Regions from separate parts of the Manis pentadactyla genome. Here region 2 is linked to region 1. The links are chromatin contacts, called in public Hi-C maps. All regions are on one chromosome and are shown on one strand. Each heading gives the region's core, a stretch centred on a gene start, on an enhancer-like site or on the middle of the called end of the contact. The rest is flanking DNA. Distances are from core to core; before and after follow the strand shown. Region 1 holds the start of ZNF396 (zinc finger protein 396). Region 2 holds the start of GALNT1 (polypeptide N-acetylgalactosaminyltransferase 1).

What was found. A called contact is a pair of places that touch in the nucleus more often than the background predicts.
Region 2: a contact with region 1 is called in a Hi-C map of skin fibroblasts, with 2.5 times the contacts expected there. The contact joins the promoter of GALNT1 here to the promoter of ZNF396 in region 1. A contact is called at or near these places in 2 of 3 Hi-C or Micro-C datasets (fibroblasts and skin fibroblasts).

What each region holds. Positions count from the first base shown.
Region 1 is chr6:122,472,227-122,479,029 of mManPen7.hap1, forward strand. ZNF396 (zinc finger protein 396) reads right to left here and starts at 4,021. Exons shown (of 4, transcript XM_057504116.1): 1 at 3,917-4,021; 2 at 1,078-1,544; 3 at 664-808. The coding sequence starts at 1,473. LOC118935357 (a long non-coding RNA gene) reads left to right here and starts at 1,088. Exons shown (of 4, transcript XR_008998321.1): 1 at 1,088-1,184; 2 at 3,228-3,586.
Region 2 is chr6:122,673,530-122,680,418 of mManPen7.hap1, forward strand. It overlaps GALNT1 (polypeptide N-acetylgalactosaminyltransferase 1), which reads left to right and starts at 3,959. Exons shown (of 12, transcript XM_057504119.1): 1 at 3,959-4,206.

The sequences.
Region 1 (6,803 bases), core at 2,771-5,270:
CCCTCATCATCTCTGGCTCCCATTTTATCCAGCATGATCAGCTATAAGGAGGGTCCTCGCTTAAATGTTACTTCATCAGAAAGGTCTTCTCTACCACTCTATTTAATAAGACGCTGTCCTCACCTCATCTATTCCCCTTATTCTGCTTTGCTTTTTTCCCATAGTACTTATTTCTTTTGGTATCTGCAATGGAAGAACAGACTGCTATGCCAGCCATTTTAGAGCATTTATGTAAAAAGTGATACAAAGAGCAACAGAGGCCAATTTAGGATGTGAGGGAATAGAGAAACAATTTCACAGCACCATGAGAGAGCAAAATCATCTTAGCAGCAACATGGTGATTGAGACTAGATCCCACCAGCAACTGAGCTAGAAGTTATACAGAAATAATGATGTAGACCAGTGGTCCTTAGACTGTGACCTGTGGGTCTCTCAGATGGGCCTCCCAGGCTGCCTGAAGGTAAAAGAGGTGGGAACAGGGCAAAGTTAGAGCCCTGTGGACTGACACTGTTTTCTCCTCTATCAGTTAGAGTAGCTATATTTTCATCTGTTTTGTATACTGGAACTCCACATAAAATTTCATTTGAGAAAGGGTCATGCTGCTTAAAAAAAGGTTTGAAAATTCTAATGAAGGTCTAATGAAGAGTCTGTTCTGCCCCTCACCATTCCGTTTGAAGGAGTGAAGCTCCCGTGATGCCGACTGCAGCTGCTGCTTTGCAGGCTTGTGCCGACTACGTGGTATCTGCTGACTGATTTCACAAGGCACTAGTTTCTCAGCAAGCGTGTCCTCATTTTGTCCAAAAAAGACCTGGAAACAACTAGGCATTAACTGAGGCTGAAGAAGGCAATCAGGTTGGGGCTCTGGGATAAAATAACAGAGAAGAAAGTATGTAGAAAATATCTTGGAACACAGCAAAAGAGAGGTAAAAAGCAGAGCCACATTCTACTTTCTGGCACAGCCAGGAGCACACTCACCATACCACATATGGAGCTGTGATGAGTGGGAGTACAATTTGAGAACTCTAACCCCAGTGATGCCCAGAGCTCCTGACTCATCTCCACAGATGCCTTATTTACCTGCTCAGTTGGCTCATCAAGCTCTTTCTCCAGCTCCTCTAGCACAGACACGGCTTCCTCTCCATTCTCTGGTTGGTGATCTCGCACCCAGGCCTGCAGCTCCTCTGGTAAGATGGTCAGGAACTGCTCCAGCACCAGCAGCTCCAGAATCTTTTGCTTGGTGTGCATCTCTGGCCTCAGCCACTGATGGCAAAGCTCCCGGAGCCGGGTCAGAGCCTCTCGGGGCCCAGGGGACTCCTGGTAGCCAAACTGCCTGAACCGCTGACGGAAGGTCTCTGGGCTATAGTCCAGATCACAGGCCTGCTCATCATCACCGTCCACCTTCACTACCAGGAAGCTGTCAGGCTCCTTAGAAGTTTGTGGAAGGAGTGTTGATGCTCTCAGTTTTGCAGACATTTGGACCGAGAAAAGCTCAGAACCACTACACTTTAATCTTCAAGGAGGTAAAGTTCTCCTTATGGACACTCCTTAAATATGATTAAAGAAACAAGTGTAAATAAGATAAAGACAAATGTTTCTTGAACAATACAGCTAAGATACTTAGGACTGCACAGAAAGTACTGCGCTCAATCTTAAACCATGTTTTCAAATACTTCCTTCTTTAAAAGAATCAGCTAAGACCCAGTAATTCATATGCTTGAGTAATACCCAATTTATTCTGAAAATCATGCCCATGAAGCTGACTAAATATCACAATAAGAGATCATCTAGGATTGCATAGGAGAATAGAAATAGGGAAGCCTGAGAAAAGTTATGACTCTGCGACAGGCTCAAAAAGCTGGTAATTTTTTGATTGTTTATAGTTCATAATGCGTGATCAAAACTGAAAGTTTCTGTGATGACTGCCCTTGTACTGTTCACCATGTAAGAACTTATTCACTATGTAAGAATTTGCTCACCATGTAAGAACTTGTTTGTTATGCTTCAGAAGATCGGAGACTGATGAGAATTAGGCTTGGGGTGGATTAATGATTGTGCATTGAGTCCCCTATACAGAATTTTATTGTTGTTAACAACCATTTGATCAATAAATATGAGAGATGCCCTCTCAAAAAAAAAAAAAAAGCTGGTAATTTTTTTCTAGCCTACTGCAAAGAGTGCTGAAAAATAGTCTTATGAGAGAAGTACTTTTGTGTCAATTTCTTCCAACATTTACTGATTTTTAAAACAGTATTGTTTGGACATTAAAGGAACCATTGAAAGGAGAAAGTAATCACATATCCATCTTAGATTATCCCATTTTTTTCATATTCACTTCTACTTCGCATCCATAACATCTATATATACTATTTATCTATTATAAAATATTTCAGTTGTTTCTAATTTTACTATTATAAATAATGCTGGGAAGCACATTTTCAGGAATGTACTATTTTTGTCCTTTAAAATTATCTTTTTCAAGGGTGTCCGGAGGATTTGGCTTATTAGGGTCAAAGAAGAGTGATAAATGTCTTGCTAAGTGTTACCAAATAAATTTCAGAAGACTATTAATTCATAATGCCACCAGCAATATCATAATTAATGAGGGACTGTTAGCAGGAAGAGGGTGGGAGACACTTTTCTAGGTACCATTTTATTATATGTACCACTAGTAACTGGTGACTAATTAAAAAATCTTATATGTGCCCTTATATGGCCTCTTTATGCAGCCTACCTTTTAATTCCCCACTTAAGAACCAAGCGCTAGACTAGACAATGAAGACGCAGAGGTGACCTGAACAAAGCCTGTGGCTTCATAAAACTTATTAGCAGAGGAAAGGCAACAATGTTACCAAATTAATTATACAGCTTTATACAGTGATGTGTTACACTGCAAATAACAGGAAATTTAATAAATATAAATTATCACAAAAGCCCTGTACAAATAGGTTATTTTCATCCCTGTGTTGCAGATGAGAAACCTGCCAAATCAACCTCAGGCATCATGACCTTGGGCAAAGCGTCAGGGCTGGGGTCTGAATCTAGGCCGTCCACCCTTATCCACGCGGTGCTGCCTGGTCAAGGGGTAGGGCTCCCAAGAGCAGAAAGAGAGCAGCAGACGCCGGTGATCACGGGCCAGAACAGAGTCTGGGGGCGAGACTTGAGCGCGGGAAGGGTCTCGGGTATGACCTCAAGGGAAACTAAGCTAAAGCTGCCTCTGGACTTTACAGGAGAGTGCCGCGGGAACGCACGTTGCAGCAGGAGCCGAATCCATGCCGTCTCCAGCAATGGCTCTCAGACCAGCACAAGAAACGGGGTCACCAAACCCCCAACGCCACAAGAGGGCCTGTAACAAACCGGGTCCCTGCAGGAGAGGCTTCGCTCAGAGTCCTGAATCCTGAGTCTTTCCAGAGAGGTCTGGCGCCCAGTTCAAAATCCCTCTTTTAGCGGGCCGGCTCGGGGAAGGTCGGTGTGCGACGCCCCCAGCCACCTCTCTCACCTGGCCCCCGCCACCCCACCCCACGCAGCGCCCCTCTCCCGCGGGGACCAAACTCTGCGAGACTGCAAGACGCACGTGGCGATGAGGAAGGTGAGCGGCAAGGGCAGGGAGCGCGCGCCGGGCCAGGGGACCGGAGTGGGGTCACCTGAGGGGGTAGGCCCCACGCGGGTGCGCGGGGTCGGGGGTGTGCGGACGCGTGCTGAGAGGCTAGGGGGTGAGCCGCCGAAGTGGGGCCCGCGGGGAAGCCCTGGGCAGCGGGTGTAGGGGACGGTCTGAAGAGGGGGTGCTCGCGGGCGCAGAGGCAAGGGAGTGGGGGAGCTACTGCAAGGCCTACCTGCTGTCCGCGGCCACCCACTTCCACCCGCCACAAGACGGACGCTTCTTACCGCGGCCTAGTGGCGCAGAGGCCTGGGCTCTCACCTCCGTGCAAGGACCGACGACTCGCGTTATCCGGGAGAAGCCTGGGAAGCGACCGGCTGGAAGCTGCTTCCGGTCCTCGCGGCCGGGGTTGGGGGTGGGGCGGGGTTGGGGGAGAGGTGGGGGTGGGGCGGGACGCGGTGTGAGAGAGCGGTTGCCACGGAGACCAGCCGCCTCGCCTTAGGTTTTCTGGGTGGCCGCTCCCCAGCGACAGGAAGGGGGTACCCGACGGGTGGGAACCCCGCTGCTTAGCATCCGCAGCATTATTTCTCAAAGTACTGCTGCTCAGATCTTTCACGTATCTTTCAGTAACTTAGTAAGGTTGTTTCCATTTTATAGGAGATAAAACCAAAAGGTTCCATGACTTGCCCAAGGCCACAGAGGAGAGAATCCTGTGCTTGCTACCCAGTACAGCTTTCCTCTAAAGCCATCTGAACTACTGAGGGCTATGCTTCAAGGAACCTTTTTGAACAGGTTTACCTCTTCCACCCCATGCTTTCACAAGAGAACCCAATGGCCCTTACAAAGGGGAGAACCCGCCCACACACATATTTTGGCACCAATGCATATGTACATGTTTCTTCACATCATCTTAAGTAAATGAAAAATAAATTGCGCCAAATGAACTACAAGACCACAGCTCCACATATTGGCTTCCTCCTCCACCCAGTTTTCCTAGGGTGGTTGGAAAATAGTGGGGAGTGGGAAATTAGGGAGAGGACAGAGATGCTTATTTACCACTTGCTAGTTAATAAACAAGAAAAAAACCCTTTTGATATGACCAAAAAAAACAAAACAAAAGTGTGTTAATGCTGGAGTCTGAAGTGATGAGAGAAAAGGCTGGTTCACACAGTCTACACCAGACCTGGGTTTAGGGGAAAAACTTGCTTCTTAATTAACCTGCAATGACAATAAATTTGAAATTCTTGCTTCAACAAGAGGCTTTCACAGATAAGATTTTTGATGAGGTACCTGCTGACACAAATAGCAAGACATCCCAGAAGTGCAGAAGGGGATGCGTTTAAGGTGATGGTGGTAGGTTAAATGACTCAAGCCAAATTCAGATGGCCAACAGACACATGAGAGGATGCTCCACATCACTAATCATCAGGGAAATGCAATTAAAACCACAATGAGATATCACCTCACACGAGTGGCCAGCATCGTAAAGATTAAAAACAACAAATGCTGGCAAGAATGCAGAGAAAGGGGAACCCTCCTGTACTTCTGGTGGGAATGTAAGCTAGTTCAACCATTGTGGAAAACAATATGGAGTTTCCTCAAAAAACTAAAAATAGAAATACTATTTGACCTGGGAATCCCACTCCTTGGAATCTACAAGTTCTCAGATTCAAAAAGACATATGCACCCCTATGTTTATCGCAGCACTTTTTACAATAGCCAAGATATGGAAGCAACCTAAGTGTCCATCAGTAGATGAATGAATAAAGAAGAGTTGGTACATATATACAATGGAATACTATTCAGCCATAAGAAAGAAACAAATCCTATTATTTGCAACAACATGGATGGAGCTAGAGGATATTATGCTCAGTGAAATAAGCCAGGTGGAGAAAGACAAATGCCAAATGATTTCCCTCATTTGTGGAGTATAACAACGCAGCAAAACTGAAGGAACAAAACAGCGGCAGACTCACATTCCAAGAAGGGACTAGTGGTTACCAAAGGGGAGGGGTAGGGGAGAGCGTGTCGGGAGGGAGGGAGATGGTGATTGAGGGGTATTATGTTTAATACACATGGTGTGAGGGGTCACAAAGAAAACAGTGTAGCACAGAGACGGCAAATAGTGACTGTGGCATCTTACTACACTGATGGACAGTGACTGCAATGGGGTATAGGTAGGGACTTGATAATATGGGTAAATGTAGTAACCACATTGTTTTTTCATGTGAAACCTTCATAAGAGTGTATATCAACACCTTAATAAAATTTTTTAAAAATATAACTATATTTAGAGGAAGAAGAGGTGATAGGAAAAAAAATTCCTTTCTTTCAAGGTAGTAATATATAATGTTTTTTGCCTTTCATTCCACAAGAGGGCAGAAGGTGAATACAATTTTCAACTCCACTGGGTTCAGGCCTTTGACTATTACCAGCTAACTACCACCTGCTTCTGTTTTGGTAGAGATAACAAACTGCTGTTGCTAACATCTGAACAACTGTCTTTGAGTTCAGGGCACTACTAAATCAATACCCAGACAAATAAGGCATGATTCAGAGCATTCACAGCCTAGTGGGTTCACAGAGGGAAGAGCAATACGTTTGGAGAGTTTGCTAAGGGCTCAGGGAGTCCTACATGTAGCTGGGGGTGTTCTCTGGAAAGATTGGAATGGTGGGGGGTGGCACATCGGGTAGCAATGCCAGTGATGCGTTTGGATGAGGCCGTGGGGGTGGGATGGATGGCTCAACTGTGGGAGTACTGAGGGCCCAGGGTGGGAATGTTGATGAAAAGAGGCAAAGGTTTCTTAGCCAAGACTGCCTGAAAACACTGGGCAGATTCTCCCTTCAGCCCCTCTTGCAGCCTGCTCTGTTCCTCAGACCTTCACACACACACACACACACACACACCCAACCAGCCCCATTCCACCCTCTCCTCACAGAGGTTTTCTCCTTGTCCAGGGCTCTTTTCTCTTAAAGACAGGTTTTTCTTAGGCCTTTTCACCCCCCTTATCTGAGGGTTTGCTCTCATCTATCAAGCCCAGGCTGCCTTTTTACTCAGGACTTCTAAGCTCCTCTGGCCAACTACCCTCCCTGGTCTTAGCCTATTTACTCTTTTGAGCCTCCCTGGTCCCTAGGCCTCTTCTCTCCTGGGCCCATTCTTCTCCTAACATTGGGATTGGCCTTCCTTCACGGACTCACATCAGTTACC
Region 2 (6,889 bases), core at 2,709-5,208, 200 kb after region 1:
CTTCTGCTTCATTGCATTAAATATATTGAAACACTCCCTTCTGGCCTGTAAGGTTGCTGTTGAGAAGTCTGATGATTACCTGATGGGTTTTCCTTTGTATGTGATCTTTTCTCTCTAACTGCTTTTAAAAGTCTGTCTTTGTCTTTGATCTTTGCCATTTTAATTATTGTATGTGTTGGTGGTGTTCTCCTTGGGTCCCTTGTGTTGGGAGATCTGTGGGCTTCCATGGACTGATTGACTATTTCCTTCCCTAGCTCGGGGAAGTTTTCAGGAAGTATTTCTTCAAAGACACTTTCTATCCCTTTTTCTCTCTCTTCTTCTTCTGGTACGCCTATAATGCGATTATTGTTTCATTTGGATTGGTCACACAGTTCTCTCAATGTTCTTTCATTCTTATTCTTTTTTCTATTTGTGCCTCAGTTTCTTTGTATTCCTCTTCTCTAATTTGTATTACACTTACCGTCTCTTCTACTACATCTAATCTGCTTTTAAATCCCTCCATTGTATGTTTCATTTCAGATATGGAATTTCTTTATGATTGAATCTCCTACTTAAATTAGTTCCTGATTTCTTGAATATTTTTCTGTGCCCGCATAAGCATGTTTATGATTTTTATTTCGAACTTTCTTTCAGGTGTATTGGTGAGTTAAGTTTCATTAGGCCCTTTTTCTGGGGTTTGTGAGAGTTTGGTCTGAACCACGTTCTTCTGACGTTTCATAATTCTGTGTGGTTCCCACTAGTGCCCAGAAGCTCCAGTCTCTGAAGTTGCTCAGCCCCTAGAGTGAGGCTGGGGGTGGTAGAGGAGTGGAGCTGGCATCTGGGGGGTGGAAAGATCTATTTCCTGATTCCCGTCTGGTGCCTGTCTCAAGTGTCAGAGCCAGTGGGCCAAGCACACAGGCATAAGCCTCTGTTCTTAGTGTCTATAGCTGTTGTAGGCTGAGCCTCCTTCTGGCTGGCCTCACGCCAGCGCAGTGATTGCTGGTTTGCAAACCGGTGCCAGCAGGCTAGGAGGAAGGTGTAGCAGGCTGGGTATCACACTGGGAGCCTTGGAGTTGAGTAGGCAGCCAGGGGGATGGGCTGCCTGAAGCTCCTCAAAGTTCCCAACCAGCTGGACAAAGCACACCCAGACAACCTTGTCCAGCTCTCCCCTCCACTGCGCAGCAAGCTCTGTGCAAACCCTGCTCCTTCAGCAGCCCTTTCGCTGCTAAGAAGCCTCTCAAACCGCCTGCCTTTCCTTTGCGTCAGAGTGGCCGGGTGTGGATCCCCTCCTCCACAAATGACGGCAATGTGTGTCAAGCACTCCACCTGTCTGAGCTCCTCAACGTCCAGAGCACCACACGGTGTAGGTTTCTGCTCCCAAAGCAGACCTCCAGGGCTGGGTGTTCAGCAGTTCTAGGCTTCCACCCCCTCCACTGCTCCATTTCTCTTCCTCCCACCAGTGAGCTGGGGTGAGGGAAGGGCTTGGGTTCCGCCTGGTAAAGGCTTTTGTATGGTACCCTGAGGTCTGCTCTGTTCGTGAGGTCTGCATGCAGTCTGGTTCAGCCTTTTTTCTTGTTGCTGTTTTAGGGTTAGTTGTAGCAATTAACTGTATTTTCATACTATCTGTGGTTCTGGGAGGAATTCTCTGTCTCGCCTCTCACGCCGCCATCTTGAATCTCTCTCCTTCTCTACATTGTATCTTATAGAAATATTTCATTAACTTTATTGCTATCATTCCATTGTATGGATATACCACATTTTTAAAATCCATTCACCAGCTGTTGGACATTTGGATTCTTTCCACTTTTTGGGTATTATGAATAATGCTGCTATGAATATTTACATAAGCTTACTATATGGGTATATTTTGTTTTTTGGGGGTATACACCTAGGAGTGGAATAATTGGGTCATATGGTACTTTCATATGTTAACTTTTTAAGAACCTATCAAATTTTTCCAAAGTGGCTGCACCATTTCACATTCTCACAAGTATGTGTGAGGGTTCTAATTTCTCTTATCTCCTCACCAGCACTTGTTGTCAGTTTTTATTACAGCTACTGTAGTGGGTGTGAAGAGCTTTCTCACTGTGATTCTGATTTGCATGTTGCTAATGACTAATGATGTTGAGCATCTTTTCATGCTTTTGGTGACCATTTAAATGTTTTCTTTGGTAAAATGTCTATTCAATTACTTTCCCCATTTTAAATTGGATTGTTAGTCTTATTATTGAGTTTAATAAGAGTTCTATATGTATACCAAATACAAGTCCTTTATCAGATATAATATTTGCAAATCTTTTTTCCCCCAGATACATATTTATTTTCTGACACAGTATTTTAAAGAGATACAAACTTCAAAGTGATGTTTCCTTGTGGTATACTAACAGACCAATCACCATTCACATTTTTTCAAAATATTTTATTAGAACCTTTAAAAAGCAACTTTTAACTTTTACTGTATAATACTTGAAAATGTAGATAAGTACAAAACACGGTAGCAAAATTCCAGAAATAATTTCAGTAACATTTTTTTGCTTACAGCCTTTGGTGCCCTCTATGAACATACATAGCATTTATTTTTAAAACTTAAATGGGGCTATTTAAATAATATAAACATTAGCCTCATTATTTTAGCTCTTGGCTGACAAGCAAGACACAAATTTCTCAATGATTTAAACAGAAAATTAGTTTATTAAAAAAACGGTTGGGTATGCCTAGTGTGAGTGATAGGGGAATAGTGAATGTTTCTTGTCTTTAGGGTAAGGCAGGGATAGGTACTGGAATTGTTATGGAAAATACTGAAAAACCTGGACTGGATCACTGATGGAAGAAGCAAGCACGCACTCGGAAGTCTTGGAATGTTGAGGCTTTATTTCACACTGGTGGGCTCAGAGGGGAGTAATCTCCCAAAGTCTGAATCCTGAACAAAGGCAAATGAAGTAATATATATCTTTCTGCTTCTGTATCTGTAACATTCCTACCAGCACAGCAAGCGAGCAGGCAAGGGGGAGTGAATTTAGGGAGGAAGTGCCTGGCAGAGTGCGGAGTGAAGGGGAGGGGGAAGTTAAGGGAGTTTCTGCTAACACATCTTTGCTAAGAAGAGCAACAGAAGGAAGCCACCTGGATTAGATAGACTGCTGTCCTTGTAAATTGCTGTCCTAAATTTTTCCTTATCAGAACTAGTGTCGAGGAGTGTTTCCCAAGGAGCACAGTGGAAGCGCCCCTCTCAGGGCATTATCCAGCAGACACTTCCCCAAACAATCCCTATTTTGCAGGGGGCTTGAGTTTTTGTCCCCCGAGGCCTACCTACCTCCTTTTGGGGTGCCGGTCTGTGGTCTCCCTCTCACCGCCCACCCTGTATCGTGGGCCTCCTAGATCCTCGACGCCTGGCTCAGGGCTCAGCAAGGCAGCACGAATGCGCCTCGATACAGTCCTCCAGCTCTAGGTCCGCCTTGGCCGCTTTCGGGCTGCTGTACGGGTCAGGAGCAGCTTCATGCTCGACGGGGACGATCCGAGGCCTTCCCTGGCGCGGTGAGTGCACCTCCACTTCCCCCTACCCCAGGAGTTATTGCCCGAGTGTTATTTTACTTGCTGCGGCAGTCTCTTTGTCGGTGGTTCAGGTGGGCACCGCCCGGTCCGGACGGCAGGGCCGAGCCCTCGTGGGCAAGCCTCCCGCCCGGGGCCTTCCCCTCGGTTCCGCGCCGCCCCGCGGCTCAGGCAGGCAGGGTAGTGTCCCCGAAACGCCGTTAAGTCCAGCGCTGGGACGGAAGTGCCTCTGGGCCTTGTGGGGCAGGAGGAGGTTGGGGGCGGCGCTTCCGGTGAGCGCCCGGCGCCTCGGCTAGCCCCGCGCAGCCGCATCGGCGTCCGCACGCCGCGCGCTGTGACGACCTCGCCCTAGAGGCCTGCGCGGGCGCCCTGCAGCCTGGCCCGCCGCGCCGAGGCGGTCCCGAGCGAGCGGCAGAGGCGGCAGCATGCGTTGCGGTTCCGAGTAGCGCGCCGAGCCCGCGAGGCCCGGCGCGGAGGCGGGGGAGGGCGCGGCGGAGGCGGGGCCCGCGCCGGGCCCGCCCGCCCGCCAGGGGAGCCGGCGGCAGTGGCCGAGAAGGCTGCGCGGCGGACGGCGGCCCCAGATTAGCACCGCGCTGCGGCCCGCGGGACCGTGCCGCGACCGCCGGGGCCGGCCCGGAGGAGCGCCCGCGCCGCCGCCGCCGCCGCCGCGCGCGGAGGGAGGTGAGTGCCTCCCCGCTCCTGGGCTATCCCGAGCCGCGGCCGCCTGCGTGGGGCCGAAGGAGGAGGAGGAGGCCCGGCCGCAGCCGCGGCTCCCGTCTCTTTGTGGCCGGCGCTGCCGTGGCAGGGACGCGGGCGCGCGGTGCGGGGTCCGAGTCGGGGCCTCCGGGGCTGCTGGACACGTCTTTGGTTGGCAGCCCCGGCAAGCGGCGACTTTCTGCCCTAGTTTGGCATTGAGTTACAACCGTTTTTCTTTAGAAGACGGAAGTTTGTTCTATATACCGCAAATAGGCTAAATATGGCTCCTGGGCTCGGCTCGCGTTGTGGTACTGGGAACCGAGGTGCTAAGCTGACCCTCGTCGGGCTGGCGCGAAGGGGGAAGGGAGGACACGCGGGCGGCCTGGGGCGGGGGCTTCCCCGCTCACTGCTCGCGAAGAGGACCGGGCCCTGAATTAGCAAATGTCTGTGCATGCGAAGGAGTGTGGCATTTAGTAATGTGGCACCCACACCTTCCTGCAAGAATGAATGGATAAAATGTCATTTACTCATCCATAATCACTATAATGCCCATTTAAAGATTTGGCAGGACTTGGGATGATTTGCATTGTCATTGTCTCTCTTACCTGGTCAGCCTTGCTAAGTGAGGAGGCTCCCCACCCCCCAAACTTATGACCTTGGCCTCATTCACAAAGCCACTGAGCTAACCAACCTGACCAAACGCGCTTGACATTTTCTGGCAAGTGTGGGCAATAGGCAAAGTAGTGTTTGTGATCGTGAACTGTTTCTGAAAGGTAGAGAATGTCACCTTAATCATACTTGATGCTTAATATGTTCAGTTACAGTAAGAACAAGAACCCTGACAAGTTGGGGTCGGGGGGCGGGCGGCGGTGCCTTGTCCTCATTTCACAGATGAAGTTGAGGCCCTAAGAAGTTGTAACTTTTCAGGTCACAAGCCAAGTAGCAGAACTAGGCATTTTTCAGACCTAGGCATTATTAATCCAGTGCTCTTTATATCACACCTGTGTCTAGACGTGGATTGTCCACTCTGGTAGCCACTTACTACATGTGGCTGTTTAAATTAATTAAAATTAAATTAAAAAAAATTCAGCTCCTTAGTTGCATTAGCCAAGTGTCAAGTGTTGAGTAGCCAGATATGACTGTTGCCTACTATTTAATGGTGCTTGTCTAGATGATACATCCATTACTTCTTCAGTAAATAATTATTGAGTGCCATCTGTGAGGCACAATTTCAAGTCCTGGGTATACTGTGGTGAATAAGAGACAAATGTCCTTGACTTTACGGAGCTTGCATTTTACGTGATAATTTCAGGGATGTTTCCATGGTGCTTAAGAGTGTTGCTAATTCAAAGGGTGGTTTGGGAGCCAGCAGCAGCCTTGTCATTTTGGGGTTTGGAAGAAATGCAGGCTCTTAGGTCCCAACCATGTAAGTTTAATGAGTATCTGTTAAAGTGATTTAACAGATCACAAGAGTTAGATCAAAGATCTGTCTCAGGTGATTTGTGTTCACATTGAAGGTGTTAATTCAGAATGCCAGTGGTAACTGGGTTTAACAAATGTACTGATGGATTGTTTGGTAGGGCTTTTAAGAAGCAAGCTCTACCATTCCTGGGAACAAATACATGTTAAATCCTGGCTTCTCCAATGGAATATAAAGTTTATGAGAGTAGAGATTGTGTCTTCCTTTTCCAGCCAGGTATCCCCAGAGACTTAACAGTGCCTGGTAAGCAGCAGGTTCTCAATAAATGTTGTTGAGTTTATGAATAAGCATGCTAGGAAGTCCAAATTGGTTGTTAATCTCAGGCAGTTGCAGGCATGATGATTCTCATGGCATCAGGTAAGAGCATGAGACCAGAGTCAAAACGAAGGTAGAGCTATGTGTGGCTTTTCTGCTCCAAGCCCTGGTCTGAGTTTCATTCATAGCTCTGGCAGTTTCTTGTTTTTCTAACTTTGGTAGCCTTGAGGAGTACTGTCTGGCTGTCTTTGGTGGACAGCTTTCCATAGACCAGATAGGATCATCCAGTTCTAGGAAAAGACTCTCATATTCAAGAAAGTAAAGGGGGACAGGTATTACACTGTTTCTGCTCTTACTGGTTTGTCTATGTAATACGTACATCTATTATGCTTATGTAACAACATGCAGCTTTAGTAATTTGTTTTCATTAACAGATTTCTTGGGATACAGGTCCTAATTGGTTGAGATTAAGAAGAGTATTACAGCTCTGCAGTTGTGAACCACTGTTTTAAAATATACTGGGTTATTATTTTTATGATGGGTTAAAAGCTAGGCTGAGGTGGAGAAGCAAGGAAAAGGAGAGATTAAGTAAAAGAAGCAGTAGGTCCAGAGAGGGACCAAGTTGAATGGAGTAACAGATAATGGAGGAAGAGTGGTGTGGCTGCACAGAGGAGAACTAGGAGTGAATACTTACTGTTCATTTCTCCAGTTAATATTTATTGAGTGCTGTAACTTTGGGGAAAGGAAATTCCGGGGCAAAATACCTTTAAAACTGAAATCAGTCAAAGGGAGAAATAAAGTTTAAAATCTGTTTATTGCTTACAAACTGCAGTCCGGGGCCATCTCTCTCCTACTCAGGCAAAAGCAAAAAAAAAGACCTCCCCCTAACCTCTCAGATTCTGATAAGCCTGTGGTTGCCCAGGTAAACCCATT